Linked DNA regions of Sus scrofa: region 2 is linked to region 1. The links are chromatin contacts, called in public promoter capture Hi-C maps. All regions are on one chromosome and are shown on one strand. The core of a region is the stretch at or near the end of the contact, and the rest is flanking DNA. Distances in the headings are between cores, read along the strand shown. Region 1 holds the start of RPL27A (60S ribosomal protein L27a). Region 2 holds the start of RRP8 (ribosomal RNA-processing protein 8).

Evidence for each region. Promoter capture Hi-C pulls out the DNA fragments that hold promoters and counts their contacts.
Region 2: a contact with region 1 is called in a promoter capture Hi-C map of fetal liver, with 8 times the contacts expected there. The contact joins the promoter of RRP8 here to the promoter of RPL27A in region 1. A contact is called at or near these places in 1 of 5 promoter capture datasets (fetal liver) and 1 of 47 Hi-C or Micro-C datasets (liver).

What each region holds. Positions count from the first base shown.
Region 1 is chr9:710,944-716,127 of Sscrofa11.1, forward strand. It overlaps RPL27A (60S ribosomal protein L27a), which reads right to left and starts at 1,467. Exons shown (of 5, transcript XM_003482496.4): 1 at 251-1,467. The coding sequence starts at 253. TRIM66 (tripartite motif-containing protein 66) reads left to right here and starts at 628. Exons shown (of 23, transcript XM_021062260.1): 1 at 628-752; 2 at 2,632-2,855. The coding sequence starts at 739.
Region 2 is chr9:3,149,285-3,154,111 of Sscrofa11.1, forward strand. RRP8 (ribosomal RNA-processing protein 8) reads left to right here and starts at 2,878. Exons shown (of 7, transcript XM_003357134.4): 1 at 2,878-3,108. The coding sequence starts at 3,010. ILK (integrin-linked protein kinase) reads right to left here and starts at 2,813. Exons shown (of 13, transcript XM_005656596.3): 1 at 2,699-2,813; 2 at 2,141-2,362. The coding sequence starts at 2,229.

The DNA of each region.
Region 1 (5,184 bases), core at 217-2,716:
TGAACCAGGCTGATCACCGCCTGGTTCTCATCAGGGAGGCGCCCGGGTCCGCGTGTCTCAGGAATCCGGACTCCGGGAAGAACACGCGGCCCCAGGCTCCCCGCCCCGTCCCGGCCGCCCCGGCCGGCGGCCGGACGTGAGCGGCCTGGAGGATGAGGCCAAAGGCGGGAGCAGGTGGCTGGGGGAGCAGGTGAGCAAAGCTCGCGGCCTAGGGTAGCAACCACACGGGCGGACCAGGACAATCACCTACCATGTCGGCGGCCGCGACGCAAGAGGAAGGCCTCGGCAAAGTCTCGCGAGCTATCGGGCCCAGGGGCGGAGCCCACGCCTCACTTCCGGCTCGGGGGGCGGGGCCTGCGAGGGCGCGGATCTCGCGCGATTACAGGTCTTGCCGTTTTCGCATCCGGGGGTTGAGCTCGCCATCGCAGAGCTGTTCCGGGGGCGGCGGCGGGGCCGGGAGCCCTGCGCGGTGCAGTGAGTGCGCTGGCGCTCGCAGGCTGAGCTCTGCCGCCGGGGGCGGGGCTTGAGGGCTGCGGTGCGCGCCGCGGGCGGGAAAGCCGCCGGGGCCGCCGGTCTCAGCTCCCCGCCGACCGCCGCAGCCCTGAGCAGTCCCGCGGGTCTCGCTCTGGTTTTGGTGGCTGGCTCGGGCCGGGCGTAGCGGCCGCTTGGCTTGTCCCCTGGCCGCGTGAGGAGCCACTTTTGGCCTTCGGTGCCCACCGGGTCCTCACCCCGCGGCGTATGGAGCGTCCCAGGTCAGGGGTAGTCGGAGCTGTGGCCGCCAGCCTGCACCACGGCCGCAGCAAGGCCGGCCTTTAACCCGCTGAGCGGGCCCAGGGCCGAACCCGCGTCCTCACGGACGCCAGTCGGGTTCGTTAGCCTCGCTCTGGTCCTTTTAGGCTCCGTTTTTGATGTCTCGCCCACCTTCCCGGGCCTGCGCGCCCACGCTCTCGGTCTTCCTCGCTCCTTCGCCCTTGTGCCTGGTCCTGGCCTTGTCCTCGCTTTGAACAGCCTCAGTTCAGGGACCTCTGCGCTTGCTCGCGTTAAGGTCCTGTACTCTCCAGACCCTGTAGATTTTCCGCCGCTCTCTTGTAATTTTCACTGGCACCTACTGGGCGCGCCTGTGAGCCCCTCCTCTTCTGGACAGAGAACCCCCGCTCAGTCTGGACCCAAAGTGAGCGTCCCCTCTTGGAAAACTGACCCATCCGGTCACGGTTGCTCACATGCCCCCACTGGGCCTCCTCAAAAATCTAGGGCGTGGCTCTTAGAGAATCTTGATCTGCGTTTGTCTTTCCTGCTGGACCAAACTCCTCAAAGACTGGAGGATTATTTTCTTTTTATCCATGTACTCCCAGCTCCCGGCATGTAGTACATGTTCAACAAATGATCGTTAACTAAAGTGGAGGGGGCACCCTTCCCGTGTTAAGTCTCAACCAGTGTTCAGGATCACAGTCCATCAGTTAGTCTGTGTGTGTGTGTGTGGTTTCTGTGCCATGTTCTGTAAAGCTAAAATACTGCTTAGCTAAAATATCCTAAATTCTCCCTGTCTCTCTTTCCTACCCTTGCTCCTTCCTTTTCAGCCAAGTTCACCCAAAGAGCAGTCAACAAATCCTGTGCATTTGCTAGTTTCCTGTTCATCCTTTAATCCATCACAGTCTAGCCCTCAGTCCCATTATTGTAATTAAAGTGCTCCTACCAAAGTCATCAATTAACCAAACTCCAAACTGCATGGACTCTTCTCCATAGCACTTGTACTCTGTCTTAACCCATTTGACTTCTTTTTCTAGAGCACCTCTTGCATTCTTCCTACCAGTCTTCCTTTCAGGTTCTTCTGCCTTTGTCCACCGTTTAACTGTTGGTATTCTTCAGCCGTCTGTGCTTGCCCCTGTTAAGGTTTCGTAGGATGCCGTCTCTCCGGCGAGCTCATCTTGGGTGGCTTCCGTCTTCATCTGTGTTGCTGACTCCACAGTCGTATTCACTTAATTACGGGCTAGTTTCCCTCCGACATTCCGAGGGATGTCAGGGAGACGGAAAAAATTATCCTGAGCATCCTTTTCTCTGACACGCTGTCACCAAGTCCTTTTTTAGCCCTCCTGGCACTCCTTCGTGAAGGCCCTTCTCACATCGCTTCTCTGGGGTTCAGCGCCCTCCTGTGATCACCCTGCCTGCACTCCCCCCTCCAGCCCCTCCGTCCTTCACGCCTCTGCCAGGTTCATCTTCCCCAGCCACGACTCTCATGCTTTCACTTACTTCATCAACAAGTTCAGGAGCCCCAGCTGGCCCCAGAGAACAGCGCAGACTCCCCTCCACTTTCCGACACAGGTTTTCTACTGCAGCCAAACTTGAGCCATCCCTGCTGCCCTTCCTCCTGTGAGGTCCTGTTTCTCATGCCAGCTATACTCCCCCTCCTGACCGGAGGTCCTGAAGCTTCCTCTCCTTCTTCAGAGACCCACCTTATCCCCTCCCAGTGCCCAGCTATAATAGCCGAACACAGGCTGCAGTTTCCAGAGTGCATGTGCCTCAGGGGTCCGCACCCCCAGCCCCGGGTGCAGGGCACCGAGGCCCAGCAGGTTGCCTGGCTGCCAGGCGCCAGGGCTGCTGAGACAGAGCCGGGCCTGGTCTCTGTCCCTCCAGGTCTCCTGCCCTTTCCTCAGTGACCACACGCCCTCTGACCTCACAGTGCTGGGGCCTTCATCGGGCCTGGAGCCCTTCGTCCCATGCTGCCTGTCGCCAGCAGAAAGAGGGGCCTGGGGCGTCGGGGGCAAGGCCTGAGAAGAGGTCACCCTCCATCCGGCATCAGGAGCGGCCCGTGCGTGCGCGAGCGGTGAGCGGAGCTCCCTGGACACGGCCCCGAGGAGGTGAGCCGGGCAGAGCGTGGGCAAGGAAAGGTCACCCCCGGTGTCCAGCACGGAGGGGCTGCAGCCAGGACCAGGGCTGCAGGGGCCGGGGGCCGGGGCTCTGCCGCAGGGGCGTCGGCCGGCTGGCTTCTCGGCGCGCGGGCCCGTCCTCTGCCGACCAGCGCCCCGCGTCGGGTTCTGGGCTCGCTTGACCTTCGTCTCCTCGGCGGCTTGACCTCGGGCCAGGGAAGCGCCCTGGACGGCTCTCTGCCCCGGCTTTCCGCGCAGCCCCTCTGCTTCACTGGGCAGCCACGTGGCTGGGAGCGAGGCTCCGTGGGCCTGGTCGGGGCGGTCGGCTTCCCGCCGTCAGCGGCTCTGAGCGGGCGGGCGAGCAAGCGAAGCGGGTCCTCCCTCTGCAGAGGCGAGCAGGGGCCGCCGTGAGGCTCCGGGTGACCCGTCCTGCCTGCTGTGGTCCTGGACGGCACCTCCGAGGGCCGCGCTCTCAGTGACACCTCTTCTGAAGTAGAGGGTGTGCCTGTGGCATCTCAGCCCTCTGGGCGCCCCCAGGGAGTCAGGGCCTCAGCGGACACCCGTGCCACCAGCGGACGCGGGCGGGTGTGTGCGCACTGAGCTTTCTGCTCCCCCGGGGCCCTCTCCAGGTGGCCTTGTGCTCACACTCCCTTGCTCTCCTCTCCGGGTCCCTGAGTCACCAGCTGTCCTGCAGCAGCAGCACCACGGTGTCCCCGGGCTTGTTTTCTTGCCGTCCGTCCTCAGATGTGGGCACTTGGAAATACCACGGTGCTTTCCTTTTCAAGTAGAGGATGGTTAGTTTAAGATAAGAAGAGTCAGGATGTCTTTTCTAAGTGGGAATTTGAGAAAAACTCAGAAAGCCAGATTTATTTCAGAAAGAATTTTAGGAGTCATGCGTAATAGAAAAGACAGTAAAGTATTAAAAAAAATTTTGAAAAAAAAAATCGAGACGTCTCAGGTCGTCGTGCCCACTGTGCTGCTTTCGTGTCTAGGTGGGACCTTCCGGTGTCCCTGCACGTGGAGACACAGCTGTCTGCAGAGCCGGCGGCCGGGCATGCAAACCCCTTTGTATTCTGCTTTTCATTTAGGGTCGTTGTATTTTTCTGTGTCACTACCCAGTGTTCGTGATGATTCTTCTTAACCGCCAGCCCAAGAATCCTTTATCTTAAGTGTGTACTATAATTTCCTCTGCTCTTTTCTCATTTCTTTTCGTGTGTTGTTCTCATTGTGTTCTTTGCTGTTGGAGAAAATGATGCAGTGAACGTTTGTGTATATATAGCTTTTTCCTTCTCCTGTTGAATAGCTTGTCTGGGTTAAATTCCCAAGAGTGAGATTGCTGTGTTATAGGGTGTGAACATTTTTATGATTCATTTTATGTTGCTATATATATATATATATATACACCCACTTTTTTTTATGAATGGATTGTATCAGTTTATGCACCAGCAGCATGTATAGTTTCCAATTTCAACTACACCAGACTTAGGGAGTTTTTTGTTCGTTCTGTTTTTGCGTTTGTCAGTAGTTTTTCATATATAGCAATATGGACCACACAGCGTTTTTTTCAGTATAAAGTAAAAATAATGTAATTCAAGGACTAGGAGGCCTTCCTTTCTGTATTGGATAGAATTTTAAAAACATCTCACAGTGCTGTGTGGCAAGTGCATTTCTTGCAGCTTTGTTGGAAGCCGGAATGGAAAACCTTGCTGCCGCTAAACTCAGAATAGCAAGATGGGAGGCGTGCCAGGATCTTTGAGAGCAGTTTATCCAAGAGCACAGCAAGGAGGGGTTTACATACTTGGGTTTAATTTAATTTCAGCTGATATGATTAGCAGCAAGAACACAGGAACTTGTGCTCCTTTCCTACCGCGTTTCCACTAATGATCTTGAACAAAGGTCGTATTCTCGTTGAGTCTTAGTTTTCTTGTCGATATAATGAAAAAATTCCGAGGCTCATTTGCTCATTTGAGAAATGTTTATTGAGACGATGTGGTGTTCCGGCGGCATGTGTGCTGCCTAGAAGATGCTTAGTTCCGGCGGCGTGTGTGCACACACAGGACAGTGAGAGAAGGAACCTCATGGCAAACAAGAAAGACAGAGTCCTATCCTAGGACTGAGTCTAAAACAGTGAACAAGGGACCAAGTAAATAGTCAGTCATATCCCGCATGGCCTAGCGGGGAGCAGGTACTCTCTTGTTACCTGGTGTCTCTCTCCTTTTTCCCCAAAAATGTGTGCTTTTTGGGAATTTGTTCTGTGCCACCCATACAAATAATCTTTCCGACATTGCTCCCAGCGTGGCGTGGAGTGGCCTGCCCTGGC
Region 2 (4,827 bases), core at 1,628-4,127, 2.4 Mb after region 1:
GGGGGCGGGGCCAGGGGCGGTCCCCGGCCCGGGCCAGCAGCCTCCGGATGCCTTAGTGCTGCAGTCACTTCCCGTGGGGGGGCTCCAGGCCGGCCGGGAGCCGATCTGGGGTCCGGATGCCCCCACAGCCAGTGTGGGTGGTGGGCGTGGCCTTAAGCTCGATTTCCCTCCACAGCTGCCCCTCTGCTCACAAAGTCGGCCCGAAGCTTTCCTGGGAGGCCGGTGTTCCCGCCCTCTCACTCAGCAGTCACCACCCCCTGCTTATCAGTCAGTTGTGCATCCCAGCTCTTAAATTTGTGCCCCAGCTTATCAGCCTTTGGCAGTCTAGCTCCAGAGCAGGCAGGAGGCTGTGGGCAAAAGCATGGGCACAGGGCTCTGCCCACTGCCAGGCTGCAGGTCACCTCAGAGCCTGCACTTGAACTCCCAAGAGGCCTGTGGGAAATTCACCCCCACTTCACATCCGGCATGTAGCCAGCTGGGCCCGCAAACCAGCGCCAGTTCCAGTAACACAGCTCCACTTCACCTTCTGGCGGCAGTTTTCCTAGATGCCAGGTTCAGGTTCGCTGGACCTTGTCACCCAAGTCTTTATAACCCTAGCAACAAAATGGGAACTGCTTGCTGTCTTTGTCAAAGCACCCTTTGAAGAACGACATGGAAAATGGCACAAGTGGCTGCAAGCCCTGGAGAAACAGAGTAGAGCTGACCAGGACCCAGACGCCCGGATGAAGATGACAGGGTCCTCGCCGCTCACACCCAAGACCTCCATTCTCCCAACCTTAAGAAGAAACATTTTAAAGAAAAGCGGCCATCCTCAATCAACCTTCACTACTGCTTTTCTTGCCTTCCTGTCTCAGCCAGCCTACAGAACCTGTCTGCCTTTGCTTTCTCTACGTCCTCACCGCCTGTTCAACCCGCTGCAAGGCCGCGGCCTTGAGGGCGAGCATGACAGCTGAGCCTGGACCCCTAGCACCAGCACAGGACGTGGTCAGTGTAGATCCTTAAATGAAGGAGCCATGTGTTGTCTGGTTTCTTCCCGTTTTCCTCGGAAACAGCCCTCAGAGAGGTGATCGAATATGTCATTAATTGTGTGAATTCAGTAGTTCCTTCCAAGGGCCTACGGTCTTTGCCCTTTTGGCAGCCTGTACCACTGCTGACCACTCCCCTTCCTTGAGGCCTTCGCTGCTCTAAGCCCTATGACCATAGCCTCCTGTTTCTCCAACCTCCAGGTACTCCTTTGGGGTCTGACAGGTTTCTCATCCCTGTGGGTTCAGACCCACCTCTTCAGGTGCCACCTCCGTGCTAATTATCTCCCAAAGCTGTGCCTCAAGGCGAGGGCTCTCCCGAAATCCAGGTCTGCACACCCAGCAGCCCACGCAGCAGCTCCACTCCACCACGTCGCCGCTTTAACGTGTCCAGGGTGGACCGCCACCCCCTTCGGTCTTGGCCCTCTCAGTGAAAGGACCTCCATGTACCCGAGGGCCTGGCCATCATTTCTGACCTTTCTCGCTGCCCTCACCAAGTCTCATTAACTCTTTCTCCTGCAGCTTTCAGGGTTCTGATCACTTCTTTCTCTTTCACCCACCCCGTTCTAGTCCAAGCCATCTCCACTTCTGGGATGCATCAGGCCGCTGCCTCTCTGCCATCTGCTCTTCACAAAGCATCCAAGATCCAGCAAGTCCTCATATCATCGCATGGCTTTATTAGAATAAATACTTGACTAAAGGCTACATATTCTTGCAGACCTTTGCAATCCTATCTCCTGTCATTCTCCACTTGTACCCAATACTGCAGCCCACAGCAGCCCACCTGGGTCTTCTGTTCTGGGGCCAGAGTCATACGGAACTCTGGACAATTTCCCGGACACCCTCTTCTGTGTCATGCCCCCTAGCTTTTGCCCAAGCAGTTCGGCCAAGCTGGAAAGGTTCTCTGCAGCCTCTGCCTGAGAAATTCTTACGGAGCACTCAAGTTTCAGCTCAAACAACAGCTTCCTGAGTGGAGACCCCCCCTGCCCCGACAGGCTGTGCTTAGCACTCATCCGACCGAGAGGAAAGTCCACCGCCAGCCCCGGACCGGAGCACCGCACATCCGGCGAGGACCAGGTCTTTGCCCTTCCTCTCCCCCACCAGCCACCTCAGCTCACCCCTGGTTGAGGTCGTTCTCCGTGTTGTCCAGCCACAGGCGGACGGCCACCGCGTTGCCCTCCCGGCACTGAGCGAAGATGTCGTCCATAGCTGCGTCCCCTAGATTGGGGAAGCGTGGGGACTGCAGAAGGATCCAGGCAAGGGGGGTGGACCCCAAGCTCTGTCCCCTACTGGAGAGAAGTCTTTTTGTCGGGGTGGCGGTCTAGGCGCTGCGTCCTGGGCTGCTGGAAGTGTGGACGGAATTAGGGGGGCAGCAAGGTGATCCCAGACTGTGTCTGTGCCCCCGGGCGCGAGGGCAGGGCGGGTCGGGAGAGGCAGGAGGTGCCTGGGAGGCAGCACCTCCCACAGGGATGTCGAGAGCCAGCCCCGCGTCCCCACCTGCGAACCCGGCTGGGGGGAGGGGGAGTTCGGGCGCCCTAGACGCTGCGGGAGGCGACCCTAGGTCCTTCCCGGCGGCGGCCCCCGTTCCCCGCTCGAAACGGAGCGGGCGTGGGGAGGGGTGACGGCCCGGCGGGGATCGAGCCGTGGGGAGGGGGCCCGGCTGCTCGCACACTCACCGGGCCTCGGGCTGGAGGAGCCTGCTCCGGGGAACTCCCGTCCGGCCGCGCCCGCCGCCCGGCCCCGCCCCGGCCGGGCCCGGCCCGCTCGGGCCCGCGCGGCCGCCTTGCCCCCGCCCCCGCCCGCCTTCCTGGCCCTTCTAGCCGCCGGTGTGTGAACTCGATGGTCCCCGGCGCCGCGCCGGCTTGTCTAGCCGCCGCCGGCACTCGGTGGTTCCCGGCGGCGCTCGGGCGGCTTGCGCGCCGGGAGCCCCGGGACGCGCTGCGCACGTGGAGAGGCGCGCGGGCCCCCGAGCTCGCCTCCCGGCCGCATGTTTGAGGAGCCCGCGTGGGCCGAGGAGGCCCCGGCCGTCCCGGACCCCCGGCCGGTGCCCTTACGGCCGCGGCCCCCGGCAGCCTCGCACACCAAGGTGAGCGGCCCCTCGCGCAGGGCGGGCGGACCCCGGAGCGGAGGGGCGCGGCGGGCGGGCTGGGGGAGGGCGGCGGCAGCCCCGCGGCAGGTCGAAGGGCCCGGGCTTCCGAAGGAAAATGCCGTGGGAACTGAGGGGGCTGGCGGGCGGGAGGTGAAGCCGAGAGGGTTTCTTGGACGCGAGAAGCACGTGCGGAGCACCCTGGCGCAGGAGAGCCTGTCCTGCTAGGATCGCGCCCAGGAAATAATCCGGGCGGTGGGAACACCGAGAGTGAGAGGCGATGCCCCAGAAGTTGGAGAGCTGGATTAGAAATTCCGCGTATAAGGAAGGGTAGAAAGAAGCCGAGGGAGGATTTTAGCTGGGGGATGATTTCTTCGGACTTCCGTGTTGAGGTCGTTGGTTCTTGCTGTGATTGGAAAGAGGAGGAGCGAGTGAGGGGCTGTCATTGAGCCCTGGGGGTTGTCAGTCCCTCCTTTCAAAGGGAGGTGGTGCCCAGGGTCCCTAGGGCCTCCAAGGCAAGTGCCGGCCTAGGAGGGCCCCGCAGGACTTGAGCCCGGAACGGCCCCAGGCAGTAGCCCTTCTTCTTCAAGCCTCTGCCCCACTCTCAGGCTCTTCCTACCCTCCAGTCCGCCTCGGCACGGCCTCTACCTGCTTTACTCCCTTCTCTGCACCCTCTCAGCCCAGCGCTGTAACCCAACCCCTGGGCTCTGCTACAGCTTCTCTCCTCCCCCCCTTTTCTTTTCTTTTTAGGGCCACACCCCCGACATATGGAAGTTCCCAGGCTAGGGGTCCAATAGGAGCTGCAGCTGCTGGTCTACGCCACAGCCACAATTAAGGCAACACCAGATCTGAGCCACATCTTCCACCTATGCCTTCGCTTGCAGCAGCACTGGATCCCACTGAGTGAGGCCAGGGATCGAGCCCACAATCTCATCGACATTCTGTCAGATTCTTAACTCCCTGAGCATCGGGAACTCCTTCCCCTTTCAGGTTGATCTCTATATTTCTTCTTCTTCTTCTTCTTTTTTTTTTTTTTTTTTTTGCTTTGTAGGGCCGCACCTGTAGCATATGGAGGTTCCCAGGCTAGGGGTCCAATCAGAGCTACACTCTGCTGGCCTACACCACAACCACAGCAATGCCAGATCTGAGCCACGTCTGACCTACACTGCAGCTCGTGGCAACGCCGGATCCTTAACCCACAGGGCAAGGCCAGGGATCGAACCTGCAACCTCATGGTTCCTAGTCAGATTCGTTTCCACTGCCCCACGACGGGAACTCCTGTTCTCTACACTTCTTTAATACACATGAGTGTGATCCTGTCACTCCTGTGTTCAGAAGCTTCCTTACCTCTCGAAAGGTACCAGCTAGGAGTTCCCTTATGGCACAGCGAATGAAGGATATGGTGGTGTCACTGAAGTGGCCTGGGTTGCTGCTGTGGCACGGGTTTGATCCCTGGTCCAGGAACTTCCACATTCTGCAGGCACAGCCAAAAGTAAAATAAAGGTACCAGCTAGAGGGAAAAGCCTGAGCTGAAGAGTTGGAACTCCTGGTCGCTGGCCTTGGTCCTGTTGCTCGTGGCCTCATCACACGTCTCTGGAGAACTCTAGTGCCTCATCACAGTGAAGCTCGTGGGGTGGGTGATTTCTCTGACCTCCAGCCTCCCAAAGGTGGGGATGGTGACAGGCTAGTTAGGTTGCCTGGGAATAATCCAGATGCCTC